Linked DNA regions of Mus musculus: regions 1, 2, 3 and 4 are each linked to region 5. The links are chromatin contacts, called in public promoter capture Hi-C maps. All regions are on one chromosome and are shown on one strand. The core of a region is the stretch at or near the end of the contact, and the rest is flanking DNA. Distances in the headings are between cores, read along the strand shown. Region 1 has its middle 240 kb from the start of Gm32055. Region 2 has its middle 190 kb from the start of Gm32055. Region 3 holds the start of Zfp119b (zinc finger protein 119b). Region 4 holds the start of Pot1b (protection of telomeres 1B). Region 5 holds the start of St6gal2 (beta galactoside alpha 2,6 sialyltransferase 2).

Region 1 (2,700 bases), core at 51-2,550, 350 kb after region 5:
TGTGGTCACGGTAGTGGTGTCACAGCATCTTTGAGACTCAAGGTTAGGACGAGAAATAATGTTTAGACAAATTGTAATGAAAAGGCTTACCTAAACTCACACATCTTAAGAGTCTAACTCCTTCATATCAACATGGCAGCATAGACAAACTCGAGGTAAAGCAACAGAGTTCTCTTTACTTCTCATTTCGGTGGAGATTATGAATCACCAGCCAAGCAAGAAAGTCACAGGGAAGCAAGTCACTCTCACCTCAGTCTGAGTGAGGCATTCATAGACTAGATAGGCAGACTGACAGACCCTGTTTGTATTATAAGCCTTTTTCCTTCTGGAATTGCTTTCACCATGTCCTAATCTTGATTTTTGTAAATATATTATACAAACTGACATATGAGAATATATCTGTGGAAACTCATGTCTTTTTCTATCTTGTTCGTTATCAGGAAGCACTGGCTGCTGCTTTCCTCCCATAATGTATTTTCTGCATCAAAGCCATTAAGTCACACTCCTGAGGGTCTGAAAAAACAATCTACCTTGATAAGAAAGCCTAAATAATTGACTTCTTTTGGAGCAAAAGCAGTGGAGTGCATTCTAATACATATTTTATATCTTAGTTTAATCCATCTTCTGATGATGTAAGCCTTTAATCCCCAGCCCCCTCTTGTTTAGAGAAAGCTTGTAGAAGGACTTCCAAATCAGGATTATACTGCCTAATGCTAAAAACTCTCATAGCAGTTAGGTATTTGCATCATGAAAGAACTGGGTTGTGCTAAATACTTAGTAACAGAAAGATTGTAGTGATTTGAGCCACATTTCATTGGATGGTTACATAGAAGATCAGTTTCTGCTTGGAGGCTCCACTTGCAATTTTTTTTAAAGCTTTAAACATGGGGATTAATGTGACAGTTTGCACTATTTCAGCATCTAGCATTTAATTTTTCCAAATTAAACAAAATGTCAGGAGAGACTGTGTCCTAATTGTTAGGGCCTGCTCTGTGTCACAAGTTAAGTATTATCTACAGAGTCTCAAACTGAACTTCTTCTAGCATTCTATCAAGAAGAGAAGCTAATTTCACAGTACTAACTTGAAATATTCATGGTTCTGTTGTTTGGAATTATTCAACAAGAAACATCTGGCCCTCTCATAAAACCATCAGTTTCCAATAACGTTCCAGCCTCAATTGTGCTGGCTGCATCAGCATTCCATTTAATGATTAATATGATGGACAAGTTTCATACTATTCAGTGCCAGTTTTCAGGAGCAGTTTCACATGATCTCTGTCCTCAATGTGTCTAGTGTTGCATATTTGGGGGTCTCTTTTTCTCCCAAGAGGTTTCTCTCTTCTTTTGGTGAAGCTGACAGCAACGTGTGAGCCTTATGATTCTAGCATCTGCATTAAATTACCCAATTCTGCATGAAGCTGTTTCAAGGGCTTCCTGTAAAGCCTTTCTTGTTTGAGTGCTGTTTTCATAGATTGTTATTGTTATTATTATTGTGCAGCTATAAAAGTGAATCTATGGTGGATTTCAATCTAATACAATGGCAATAGAAGCTAAATGCACCAATTATGTTACAGTTTGATAAGCCAATCATTATTCTGTGAAAAAAATGAGATCTGCTGAAACTATCAAAAAGTAAGCCACATGGCTTATGTGCATGATGAGGAATTTTAAAACATTAAGAGCGTATTTGGCATATTTCTTACTTGTCAAATCCATCAGAACTTTACTGAGTTATTTTAAAGAATATAAAGAAAGAAAGTCACATAATGTGGGAAGATGAAGAAAAACTCTGAGGAAAATGTTGCAGTTGCTAAGCAGTAGCTACAGCCAAGCAAAAGCATGGGTCTTAAATTCCTTTTAAGGTTATCTGTACATAACAACTGGAGAGAAGAAAATGTAGATTCCATCTTAACAAATGTGGAAGGTGTTTTGAGACAGAGTAATAGAAAGTAATCCAGACTGGCCTGGCAGCTATCCTCCTGCCTCCACTCTTGGGTATTAGTATTACAGATATAGGTCACCACAGAGAGCGCGGGGTTCTTTTAAGAGAAAACATTTGTTTTTCACAATTGGCTTTATGCATCCACTGTGAATTTAAGTGTTGTGAAATAAACATATGTAAATATGCATATCTTATTCAGAGATTAAACTCTCATAAAATAATGGTTTCAATTAAATATAGCAGCCTAGATCCCAAGGTATTTCACCCGGGCTAATTGAAACAATTTGGCATTTCTAATCTTTGGTATGAATTAAATAAAAGGGGTGATAGTTATAATATCATCATCTAATTTAAGGAACACTTTCTGCATAGTCATTATAATAAATATGTAAATATAAAGGCAATTACAGCAATAAATTCAGGCCATAAATGTGAGCATGAATTTATAGGGAGAGCCTGGAATAATTCACAGTGGAGTACCTAGTTTAGCCTTAAAGGTTGGTATCAACTCTAAGAAGAAGAAGCTATGGGGTTATGTTACCTTACAGACAAGATTCTGTTAAAGACTCATCCCCAACCAAGGTTTGTATTCTCAGCTGATATCTTAGGAGGTAGACCTCTTTTCTGACTTTGCCCAGTTAGAATCCTCAGATGCTAATTTGAGGAACATGGATGGCTTGAGAACTGACCCTCTTGGCTGGTCCCAGACACCGGATGTGTTCCTTCAGCCACAGTCTTTATTCCTTGCAGGTAACCCT
Region 2 (2,700 bases), core at 31-2,530, 400 kb after region 5:
TGAAACATATCTCACGCAGGAGACAGAGGTGTTGACCACATGGTGGAGCCATAATGGCAGAGCTCCGGTTTGAAACATATCTCACGCAGGAGACAGTGGTTTCAACCCTGACGCTTGGAAGTTAGGGGTTTTTATAGAAAAGGGGTGGGGCTGGGGGGAGGAATTGGCGCGGTTTCACATGATTGGTCCATTTAAACATTAACAGACTGTCAGAAGGGCGGAAGATAGGGAGGCACTAGGCCAGTCAGGACATGTAACGACGGGCCTGCCCGGGCATGTCCTGGCCTGTTCTGCTATGTTCTCAGCGCCAGGTTTCAAAGCTCACAAACAACTCTTTGGGCTATTTGACATACATTACATGAATCACAGGTCTCAAGTTTTATTTCCTTTCACTATAAGAAGAAAATCATGGATGTGTGTGTGGAAGAGTAAAATATTATTTCATATTGTGGAAATAAAAGAGATTGACAATGAGGCTGGAGTTCCAGTATGTCCCTCAATACTGGATATGTACCCAATGACATGACCTGCTAATAATCACTACATTTTAAATGTTCCACCACCTCCTCATGACAACATAGACTGAATATCAATCCTTCAACACATGGGTCTATGGTCTTGCTTATTAAACACATAGCATTAATTAGAATCATCATTATAATTAACAAATAATTCCTTCTATTAAGACTAATTTTCATATACTTGAGAGTTGCTTGCTCATGTACCTTATATGTCCTCACCCTTAGTTGTTTTCCATGGATAGTGGAACATAACGTTAATGTGTTGGATATACAATAAAACACAGCACCCAGTGGATTGCCAATATGTGTTAATAAAGCTGCCACACCCACTCCAGTAGTGATCCACGTGACAGGCCCAAAAGCCTGGATGCAGCCCTGAGGCGAAAAGTTCACAGAAACTTAGTCTCCTGGAACCGTGGCATCCTGTAATAATGAATGCTCCAAATCTGTCCTTGCTTTAGTCGGGTGTATGGATCTGTGTGCTTTCCCTCAATATTGTTTATTATAAGAGCCTCTAAGGATTGATTTTGACATGTAGCTAAATTAGATTAGCCTCCATCAGTGTTCCAATGTCCTAGGCAGTCCTTGAGCAGTCCCTGAGCTTGGAATTCAGTAAGAAGGTTAACTATTCAGTAACATTCAGATTTACCTCTAGTATTGTAAGAAACAGTGAAAGTAATCAGGTATTACAATTCACTAGAATAGAGCAAGTAATCTCAGGGCTAGTCTACATACTACTTAGAACAATAGATAGCTGAGTCACTCCCATACACAGGAATTTACAATGGCCTAGGAAGAAGGTAGGTTCTGGTCTAAGAAGGAACTAGAGTAAATACTTAGAACTATAGATAGCCAAGTCACTCCCATACACAGGAATTTACAATGGCCTAGGGGGAAGGTGGACTATACAATAGACTAGAATCGGAACTATGTCAAGGGCATGAAGCCCTTGCCCCTGGCTTCTAAGAATAAACTGACCTTAGGTGGGGCTGCTTTTGATCCTAGTTGTTAACATTGATTTTATCCCAGTTGGTTCCTGTTAGCTTTTAAGTACGCATTCCTCTGTTTTGTTGTCAAAGTAATTTTGCATCAAATAACTTCAATGTACCTTGGGTGGCCTTAATGTATCACTTAATTTCTTTGTTTCCTGTAATATATAAGACTGATGCTCACTTTGACAAATTACATTCAGATACCACACTCCCTTGTGTCTGTATCTGTTTGTCACCCTTTTATTGCCGACTCCTTCCTACCTGTAACCGGAACCCTGATTTCTCCCACGGATTGAGGGGGGCCAACTGAGGTCGGTCTGTGGCATAAAGCAATAAAATACATGTATTAATGCAACTGTTTTAAATTGGAAGATTGGGGTTATGCAGATTGGGAGACAGCATGTGTGTCCTCACATTTGAACCTAGGTTCTCTACAAATGCAGCCAATGCCATTAACTGCTGATCCATCTCTCCAGCCCTGAACCCCATTATTGTTGATCCATTATAGATTTTTTGTAGTTTTATTTATAGTTTGGGGACCATAGAACATGAAGATGGACAGCTGGACATCTTGGTTAACTACTGTTGACTTCAAAATGTGCTTCTCTGTAATGTATGTGCCAGTTTTAAGACAGATATTATAGGAAAATGCATATGAGATTAACCCTGAAATACTCCTTTTATAAAGGAATAAATATAGAGAGGAAACTAACATTAGGAAAACAAACATCTGGCCACTGCCAATACAACTTTCCAATGCCCCATGTAAACCTAGGAATATTTTCATTAAAAAAAGAGGTTGGAATATGACACTCAGCCCAATCAAAGGTTGTCACAGTTGTCTGCAGTCTGCAGCCCTTACTTATATACTTCCAAAAGCCTTGCTTCCTTCATTCTTCTAAAATCTACCACTCAGCTCCGTTTCTTAGAAGCCCATTCTCTGCTAGACTATACATACACTTCAACTACATTGTCCTGTTAGGGTATCCTGATGTGTATGTGTGCATTGATGTTTCTTACATTTTTTTTCTTAGTAATCTGTATGTTGACTAGTTTATAGAACAAAATTATTGAAAATTTCAAATTAATAGCAAAAAATTAAATTTTCTTGAGGTAGACTGCTCCTGAACTTATCACATTGTCCACCTTCATTTGTACAAATGGAATGTTGAAATTAGTGGGCAGTG
Region 3 (2,700 bases), core at 193-2,692, 500 kb before region 5:
TTTCTCAGATGCCCCGATGAAAGCACCAAGGGATCATTGCTTTTGTGACCTCTCCAAGAGCAGACTTGGGAAGGTCTGGTCTGGTGCTTGGGCAAGCATCTTGAAGGAGTCAAAGGAACCACGGTCTTCAGTTATCAGTCTCATGGGTATCAGTCTCATGGCCAGTGTGTGCTCACTATGAGGTATCTATCCTGTGTCCTTCTAGCCAACATTGCTAAATTATCTTTCTGCTGACTGTCTCATTCTCCACCTATAGTGTATCAGAGCTGTATATCATCTGAAAAAACTTGCTTAACATGAGCCATCATGTTATGCAAGACATAGTGACCCCAAACTTTCTATTTTTGTCTTCTCCTCCCAGGTTCTCACCCTGGTCACCTCCCCTTTGGGGGCCAGAATAGTTGGTGTTTGGGTTCATAGACCAAGCTGGTTTAAACTTTTTTTTTTTTTGTGAGACAGGATTGCTTTGTGTATCCCTCCCTGGCTGTCCTGGAACTACTCTTTATACTAGGCTTAAACTTTTGATGTCCTGACTCCATTTCCCAAGTGCTGGCATGATGAGCCAGTGCAACCACTAAAGGCTGGGAATGTGTGTTTTGGCTACCAGTGTTTAACTGAGAGAAGTGTGAGCAATTTAGATGAGTCTTTTTAAAAAATGGTTGATGCCCGGTGAATATCAACCAGGAGGTTTAAATTTGACCTGGATAGTCTGGGTGCCCTTTTGGCTGTGAGGCAGGTGGATCACTCCACTTGAGGTTGTTTAGTGATCTGTGTATGCTAGAGACCTTGTGCCTAGATTAAATAGCCTCCTGGGTGCAGCAGAGCAGGGACGACTGCAGTCCTGCTGTTAGGAAACATTATATAGTAAGGTGAAGTAGCTTTGGCAGATCGAGCCGAAGTGTGTCCTGAGAAATTACGCCATGCATCTGGTGTAAAAAAACTTTATTGGGGGTGGGGGTTGGGGGACTGAGGTCCTGGGGAAGGGACAGAGGCAGAGAAGTGGACATGACAGACAGAGAGAGAAAGAAGCGCACACGGGGAACAGAGAGACGGCCTGCTGAGTAGGGAGAGAGCTCCGGTGGCTTAGGTGGATACATTCATCCTGAAACAGACCGGGCGCGCCTGGTGGCATCAGCAAATGATGGCATCTGATGACAGAAGTCTCTGCTAGGTCCCCGAGAGTAGGTTTGTGGACCTGCCTGTACGCTAACAGGCGCAAGTTCTGTGGCGATATGTCCCTGTCTCTCCGCGTCTGGGACAGTTCTGTGCCTGAGCGGAGACCAGGACTGGGAACCACTGTGCTGTGACACTTCACAGCCCTCGGTGTCTAGGGGAGCTGTCACTCATTCCTCACTAGCCAATCACGGCCGCATGGATCCGCTAGCCAGAATGGGGAGAGCACTTCCGTTCCCTAATACTAAAGGTTCGGGCTCGGGTCTGAGGGAGGCTCTTGTGGTTCTGTGTCCTGGTCTGCCACCCGCTGCCGGGAGCTGTGAGGAGAGCGGGGCGAGCTCGGTCTCCACGCCATGGTGAGCGGGGCCGCCGTCCCCACGCGGGGAGGAGCCGCGGGAGACTGTGTTGGGTTCCTCCCGGGGTGCGGGAACCGGCGGTCAGACTCGCCGCCCGGCGTGATTGCGTTTGTTCACCTGAGGTCCCTGCACCTCCGGAGCGGAAGCGCGACGTCTGACTTCGATCCCGGGCTGCGCCTGCGCAGAGTGTGGGGCGCGGGTCCTGGAGTGAAAACATCCTTGTTGCTGACGTCACCATGCAGTGAGCGCCTCAGCTGCTTTTCCTGTGTCCAGGGAAGGCAGATATGCTGACATGGAGAACCCTAGTTTCTCCGGTGTCTTCTACAAGTTCTGCACTTGGCACTTGATGTTCAGGAGTAGGATCCGTCCGCAGTTAGCTCTGTGCAGATGCAAAGTGTTTGCCATCGACACAGACTTGTAGATGCCTTGACCGTCCAGTAACGTGTGTTAGTAAGGCCAGGCTCACTGGGTTTCCTGGTCTCTTTCATCAACATTTACTCTATTTTACTTGTGTATTTTTTTTTTTTTCTGTCTAAGTTTGTTCTCATGTTCTGTTGATCTCTATTCTTTCCCAGGAAGTACTGTGCAGGCAGGTTTTTCCGGTTCCCTGAGAGAACTGGGTGGGGAGGGAAACAAGGGATAATACAGAGAAAAGATACATACTTAGATCTGAGTTTGGTCAGGCAGTGGTGGCGCACGCCTTTAATCCCAGCACTTGGGAGGCAGAGGCAGGTGGATTTCTGAGTTCGAGGCCAGCCTGGTCTACAGAGTGAGGTCCAGGACAGCCAGGGCTACACAGAGAATCCCTGTCTTGAAAAAGCCAAAACCAAACCAAACAAAAGAACAACAACAAACAGAAAAAACATAACAAAAAACCCCTGAGTTTGCAGGCCTCCAATTGTTTAATCTCTACTTAGACAAGGTAAGGAAGGTTATATTAAGAAAACCTGTATCCCAGCCAAAGGAGTTGTCTCTTCCCTATTTGGAAGAAATATTTTCTATCTTTTGTCTATCTGTCTGCTTATTTTTTTTTCTTGCTGTTTATATTTTCTTTCTTTATTGCAGCTGTTTGAGGTTTTGATGTCAGGTTATCGCTGTGTTTAGTATATGTCCAGTTTTGTGTGTTGATTATTTTTTTCATTCTTGGTTACTTATTTTCATCAGTTTCCTT
Region 4 (2,700 bases), core at 68-2,567, 270 kb before region 5:
GATGACACTAGCATAGATAAGCAGACATAAATAACAAACTAAAGAAGTACATTTTGATTTTAAGTCTCCTTTTAGTCTAATATACTCACTTCAAAATTCGTCCCATTTATATCATTTTAATGGGAACGTAAGTAGCAATGCCAATTTATTTGGTTTTCTTCACATATTCGATTCCATTGTGCCAAATTCTGACTTCATGTTATAGGTGGAATGTGCCCCAATCACACTGAATTTCTTTAACTCAATTACATGGAAATCACGTACATGGAAATATTCTTCTCAGTCATGGGAAAGATACCTTTAACTGATTTTTTTCTATTGATAGAACAATGGAGATCATTTCCATCCTACCATAAATGCATACAATCCCATCATTTTTGTCAATGCACTCAGTCTTTGATGAACTTTGATGAACTTAAGGGAGAAAGATTAACAGTTACAATTAACATAGGCAGTGCCATTAATGTTGCATGTAGTTTAAAAGAATGAACAAAAGACCTTCATTTTCATCAATGGAATTTCAAAACTTTCCCCACTTCCTGAAAAAAGTGGGTGGGTAAAATGAATAGATGTAGACTCAATTTAAACTAATAGTGGAACATTTTGTGAAAGATAAAAAAGTTATTCTGTGTTTAAAAATGCCTTTTAACCCGATACAAAGGGTTCCCAAATAACTCCAAATAATCGTGATAAACTTTTAAAGCCTACACACTTTTTAAAATTTAATTTTTAATTAATTTTTTTACACTCGATATAAGCCTACATACTCTTGTTCAGCTTTCTATATTCTGAAATTAATCATTACAAAGTTTCTAAACTCATGACAATTTTTCATCACTCAAAAATATAGTAAAGAACGATAAATCTTCAGACTAACAAAGGATTGTTGGTATTTTTCAACTTGCCTGGCAATAGCATAATAGCCCTAAATTGCGATTAAAAAAACAACAAAACAACATTGTTATCTTCGTCTATTTACATCGTGTAAAAGTGCATTTGGGTGCTTAACTTAGATTAACAAAGGGTTTTGCCTCTGATCCATTTATTCAACAAAATAGAATTTGGAGTCTCACTCGGAATAGGGTTCCAATTGGCTACAGGATTTAGGACTCTTTCAAGCCAGTTACTATCCTTTGAACAGTGTGTTCTCCCCCCCCCCCCCCCCCCCCCGCTAGTCCCCAGAAAAATCCATTAGGGGCGTGGAAAGAGGAGCAGCAGGCTTCCTACTCTGCAGGGACCAACTGGGAGGAGCTTGGCCGAGGCCCCGCCTGCCTTTCGCTTTTGTTATGGGAAGCACGAGCAAAAAGCGGGCGGAATGGTTGGAGTGCGCATGCGTGTGTCCCACGGCTCCGGAAGTCGAAGTCGCGTCTCTGCAGGTTGAAAAAGTTGCCGGGATCCTCGGTGTTCTGTGAGGTACTGAACGCTAGGGTGTTGGAGTTCTTGGTGTAATCGCTGGAGGTCGGGCCCTGGATGATATGAGGGGTCGTTTGCAACCACATTTGGGGTAGTTGTAGAGAAAGTGCGCTATGCGTTGGCGGCAGCGATAACCCGCTGTGTTCGGCATCCTCTCTCTCAGGGAGACCTCAAGCTTCAGGGGTGTGTGTGTGTGTCTGTGTGTGTGCGCTATGCGTTGGCGGCAGCGATAACCCGCTGTGTGTGTGTGTGTGTGTGTGTGTTATTGGGAGCCTCAGAGGCTTCAGGTACTTGCCCAGGTGACAAGTGTCAGAAGAAAAGCATGAACCTGGTGCACAGTGAACAGAGAGAGCGCTAGGATTAAAGGAACGGGCTACTACTATGCCGTGCAACAGGTCGGAAAACTGGCTTTTAAAAGTATTTTGATTCAAGCTGATACTTCCTGCTGAGGACACAAAAAGCATCGTTTTGCCAAAGTATAATTTGTTTTCAGTTTTTTTTTTTTTTGTTTTTTGCTTTCTTTAGTAATATTGAAGAGTATTAATGTAGGATCTACTTTTAATCTGTTTTTTTTCTTTGAAAAGTGGATAGTGACTTTATTAGTATGAGGTTCATATGAGTTTTAATCTGTTGTTTAAGAAATACCCATATGGTTGTTTACCAAGAGTCCATGGTGTGTGTGAGACAGAAAGTTTTAATATGAAAGCCAAAAGAGAAGTTGAAAGGAACTGTTATAAAACACTATCATGCCTGTACTTTTGACTAGGTAATTATTTTCCGAAGTTGACAGTGGGGCAGAGACTAAACTGAACTTTTTGTTTTGTATTGACTTGCCCTCATTGTCCTAGTTTATGAGTTTTTCATTTCACATTAAGAATTTTTTCTTTCTTAAATTGTAATTGGTTTCTAAAACAACATTTTATTTTGCTGAGAGATTGTATTACCGGGTTGAGAAAAAACACTTTGGGAAATTAATGAACTTCACTTTCTGTATCTTCAATAAGACTTAAGTTATGAATCTTACATATTTTTTTCCTCAGATTTTCCCCAGATGACTTAATATTTATTAGAACATGCTATATTGAATTCCTAAAAGTATGGTCCAAGTGAAATTCAGAGAAAGGTTCTCTAAAGATTAAGAAAGGGAATCGAATATCCTGACTGCCTGACACATCCCATAGTTCAGTATGAGTATATTAGGAGTACTGTGCCAGTGCAAGTTTTTAAAGGCAAGTGAGCATGCTTGCTGAAGATTGCTGTAATCCTCAGCCATAGATATTAGCAGCA
Region 5 (2,700 bases), core at 149-2,648:
ACGGTGGGAAGTAAAACAACCCAAACGCCGAGTTTTTGCCAGTCAAGTGTATAAGAATTAACACTGACTTTAGGAGGCTCCCGAAAATCCCTCTGCACATGAACATTATAGCCACAAAAGGAAGAAGAAAGAAAGAAAGAAAGAAAGAAAGAAAGAAAGAAAGAAAGAAAAGGTAGGATGCTCTCTAAGCTGCAAGCCCGCTAATTTGCATGAAGATGGGTGTGGGAATTTGATTAAAAAAAAAATCTCCACCTTTCACAAGCAAATCACATCAAATCAAACCAATGCACAGTATTTCATCCCCACAGTTAACTATGTCCACCTGTCCAAGTGCAAGCCCTCCTTTCGCTCACCCTGTTGTTTCTCCACATACAGCGCTGGCTTCTGTTCGCAGAGCTTATCTAACTCTAGCTCAGTGCAACTGGCCAAGGAGATTCCAGCAGGATACGGCAGGTCTCAGACCTCACAGACCTGCGTGCTTGTACTCATTCAGTTTGTCCCTACACCTGTGCTGCTACTCCTGTACTTGGAGCCTCAGTAGGATTCCTGAGGGTCACATTTTATCCCCCACTCCCACCCCACCCCCGCAGCCTAGAGGGCAGGAGGGCTTGCCGGGTGGCGAGCGGGCGGGAGGGCGGGCGAGCGAGCGGATGAGCGAGCGCGCACACCACGAGCTCCTACTCTCTCTCGGATGCCCTGGGAAGCTCCGCGGCCACGCTAGGGGCTCAGGCGACCCTGTGTAGGAGCCGTCTCCTTTCCGACAAGGCATGACCGCGTTGCCGCCGGCTGCAGCTTGGCCTCTCAGCAGTGCGTGGCTGCGCTCAGCTCCGCGCTGCGCGCCTCATTGTTCCAATCCGCGTGGCAGTGGCACCTCTGCCGGTGGCCCCGAGGGCAGGCGATCCGAGGCAGCGGGCCTGGTGCTCCGCACACAACCCCGCCTTCCCCGTTCCGATCTACAGCCCGAGCTTACCTGCTGGCTAGGCGCTGGGGAGTTGATCGGCCTCCCGCGAGCGCTCCGGCCCGCAGCTTGCCCCGCGGCCAGCGCAGGCGGGGACGCTCTGGCGACGCAGAGCCTGCCTGTCGTACAGCGATTGCAGACTCCGCTGCGTGGGGCGGCGCGGCTGCCTAAAAAGGCGTGCTAATCCCAGCCGCCACCTTCACCAGCTGAGCGGCTCCAAGGGCTCCCCGAATGGCTTCTGCTCCAAGTACCTGGCACCCGGGCACAGGAATGTCCCGGTGGTGGCCTCTGGAATGCCACCGGCCGCCGGTGGTGGGCAGGGCGGTCTGGGAAGCTGGCCGGGAGGAAGTGAGTCTTTGTGTGCTGGCTTCGAACACACAGCCCTCTGTAGACAGAGCAAAAGCCGGGCTACCTGCGCGCCAGGCAGCTGGGTGGAGTGTGAGAAGCACAGCATCCTCTGGGCCGCTGGCTCCCTTTGTTCAGACTCAGGCCGACTCAAGCCGCCCGCATTCTCACTTTGGCTGCTGCTGAGAAGCGCCCGACAGTGCAGGGACACACTTGGGGACGTGCTGCTTTGAGAGCTTCCCACTTGCCAACTCCATCCATCCATCCAACCCTGGAAAAGGTGATCACATTCTCTCTAGGGCGTAGGGGTGACCAAGAGCGGTGCTGTGGGAGCCGCAGATAGAAAGTATGTGAGTGTGTTCAAGTGCTAATGCCCATTTGTCACTGCAACCCTCCTATTTTTCAAAGGCATCCACAGCGGTCCCTGGTTGTGGGTAAACATGCTTCTCTGAACTTTGCCCCCTTGGATGTGAGTGTTACCTACAAGTTTTCATGCGTAGTTAGAAAAGGACAAGACAAATTCTTCACTGAATGTATTGAATTTGAAGTTCATCTATCTAGTCGAGGTGTTTTGTTTTAGATATTTTAGCTAGTTGTCCAACTTATTCAGAACGCATGGAGTGCCTACTATGTGTTTGGGGCTAGGCATCATGATAGATGAGCAAAACTCAATCTAGAAGTTTACAGACATTTAACAACCGGGAAACTAAACCCACAGAGTAAAATTCATTGTGTGTGGTCAAGTGTACCTGGGCGATGCTTTCTCTGGTTTCCCCAGTTCTGTTAACTGTTTCTGACACTTGGAATTTCTAAGAACTGCCTGAAGGGATGGTCTGTCACTCATTAATTACTGCGTCTTATATATGAGAAATACATACGCTATGGCTAATTCTGTGCTCTGCCCTTTCCCACAATTCACCACGATGGACTCTGCTAGTCACTGAAGTGATGTAAACTGTGACTCTAGGCTTTGTCTTCTGTCTAATGGGTACGTTTGCAAGCACCAGCAAGGTATGCTGCACAAGGTGCTAAAAGTGGATTATACATTCTCTAGTCCTTAAATGTAACAACAAATCAATTCATGTAATAAAAAGCATAGTAGCATCCTTACAATGTTTCACTGCAAAGTAAAAATCCTCAATTTATAACATTTTGGGGGGGGGGTTGAAACAGGGTTTCTCTGTATAGCCCTGGCTGTCCTGGAATTCACTTTGTAGACCAGGCTGGCCTCGAACTCAGAAATCCTCCTGCTTTTGCCTCCTAAGTGCTAGGATTAAAGGTGTGCGCCACCACACCTGGCAATTTATAACATTTCTTACAGACTGTGAATGTTTTTTATCCCATATTGCTATTTTTCAAAAGTACTTCAAAGATGATGCCTTCATGCCTACCTTAAA

Evidence for each region. Promoter capture Hi-C pulls out the DNA fragments that hold promoters and counts their contacts.
Region 1: a promoter capture Hi-C map of second pharyngeal arch cranial neural crest shows a contact between it and region 5, with 4 times the contacts expected there. The contact joins the enhancer-like site here to the promoter of St6gal2 in region 5. A contact is called at or near these places in 7 of 39 promoter capture datasets (the HPC-7 cell line, cranial neural crest, embryonic stem cells and 4 more), 6 of 484 Hi-C or Micro-C datasets (cerebral cortex, cortical neurons and forebrain) and 2 of 115 datasets of contacts at active chromatin or transcription factors (VIP interneurons and neural progenitor cells).
Region 2: a promoter capture Hi-C map of trophoblast stem cells shows a contact between it and region 5, with 4 times the contacts expected there. The contact joins the enhancer-like site here to the promoter of St6gal2 in region 5. A contact is called at or near these places in 9 of 39 promoter capture datasets (HPC-7-derived erythroid cells, cranial neural crest, embryonic stem cells and 5 more), 3 of 115 datasets of contacts at active chromatin or transcription factors (forebrain, neural progenitor cells and stem cell-derived neural progenitor cells) and 1 of 9 other capture datasets (pancreatic islet).
Region 3: a contact with region 5 is called in a promoter capture Hi-C map of embryonic stem cells, with 3 times the contacts expected there. The contact joins the promoter of Zfp119b here to the promoter of St6gal2 in region 5. A contact is called at or near these places in 2 of 39 promoter capture datasets (both in embryonic stem cells), 1 of 484 Hi-C or Micro-C datasets (embryonic stem cells) and 2 of 115 datasets of contacts at active chromatin or transcription factors (astrocytes and embryonic stem cells).
Region 4: a contact with region 5 is called in a promoter capture Hi-C map of embryonic stem cells, with 3 times the contacts expected there. The contact joins the promoter of Pot1b here to the promoter of St6gal2 in region 5. A contact is called at or near these places in 4 of 39 promoter capture datasets (cranial neural crest, embryonic stem cells, hippocampal neurons and 1 more) and 1 of 115 datasets of contacts at active chromatin or transcription factors (embryonic stem cells).

The regions. Positions count from the first base shown.
Region 1 is chr17:55,089,346-55,092,045 of GRCm38.p6, reverse strand. No RefSeq gene overlaps it. Among named protein-coding and RNA genes, the nearest start is that of Gm32055, 240 kb to the right of the region's middle. Within about 2 kb of position 1,300, at least 5 of the 459 cell types and tissues checked have an H3K27ac peak or open chromatin away from gene starts, as enhancers often do. A contact at or near this core is called in second pharyngeal arch cranial neural crest, where this site is marked.
Region 2 is chr17:55,039,016-55,041,715 of GRCm38.p6, reverse strand. No RefSeq gene overlaps it. Among named protein-coding and RNA genes, the nearest start is that of Gm32055, 190 kb to the right of the region's middle. Within about 2 kb of position 1,280, at least 7 of the 459 cell types and tissues checked have an H3K27ac peak or open chromatin away from gene starts, as enhancers often do. A contact at or near this core is called in trophoblast stem cells, where this site is marked.
Region 3 is chr17:55,944,001-55,946,700 of GRCm38.p6, reverse strand. Zfp119b (zinc finger protein 119b) reads left to right here and starts at 1,442. Exons shown (of 4, transcript NM_146249.4): 1 at 1,442-1,529. The coding sequence starts at 1,527.
Region 4 is chr17:55,711,253-55,713,952 of GRCm38.p6, reverse strand. It overlaps Pot1b (protection of telomeres 1B), which reads left to right and starts at 1,317. Exons shown (of 17, transcript NM_028370.2): 1 at 1,317-1,413.
Region 5 is chr17:55,444,080-55,446,779 of GRCm38.p6, reverse strand. It overlaps St6gal2 (beta galactoside alpha 2,6 sialyltransferase 2), which reads right to left and starts at 1,398. Exons shown (of 6, transcript NM_001347403.1): 1 at 971-1,398.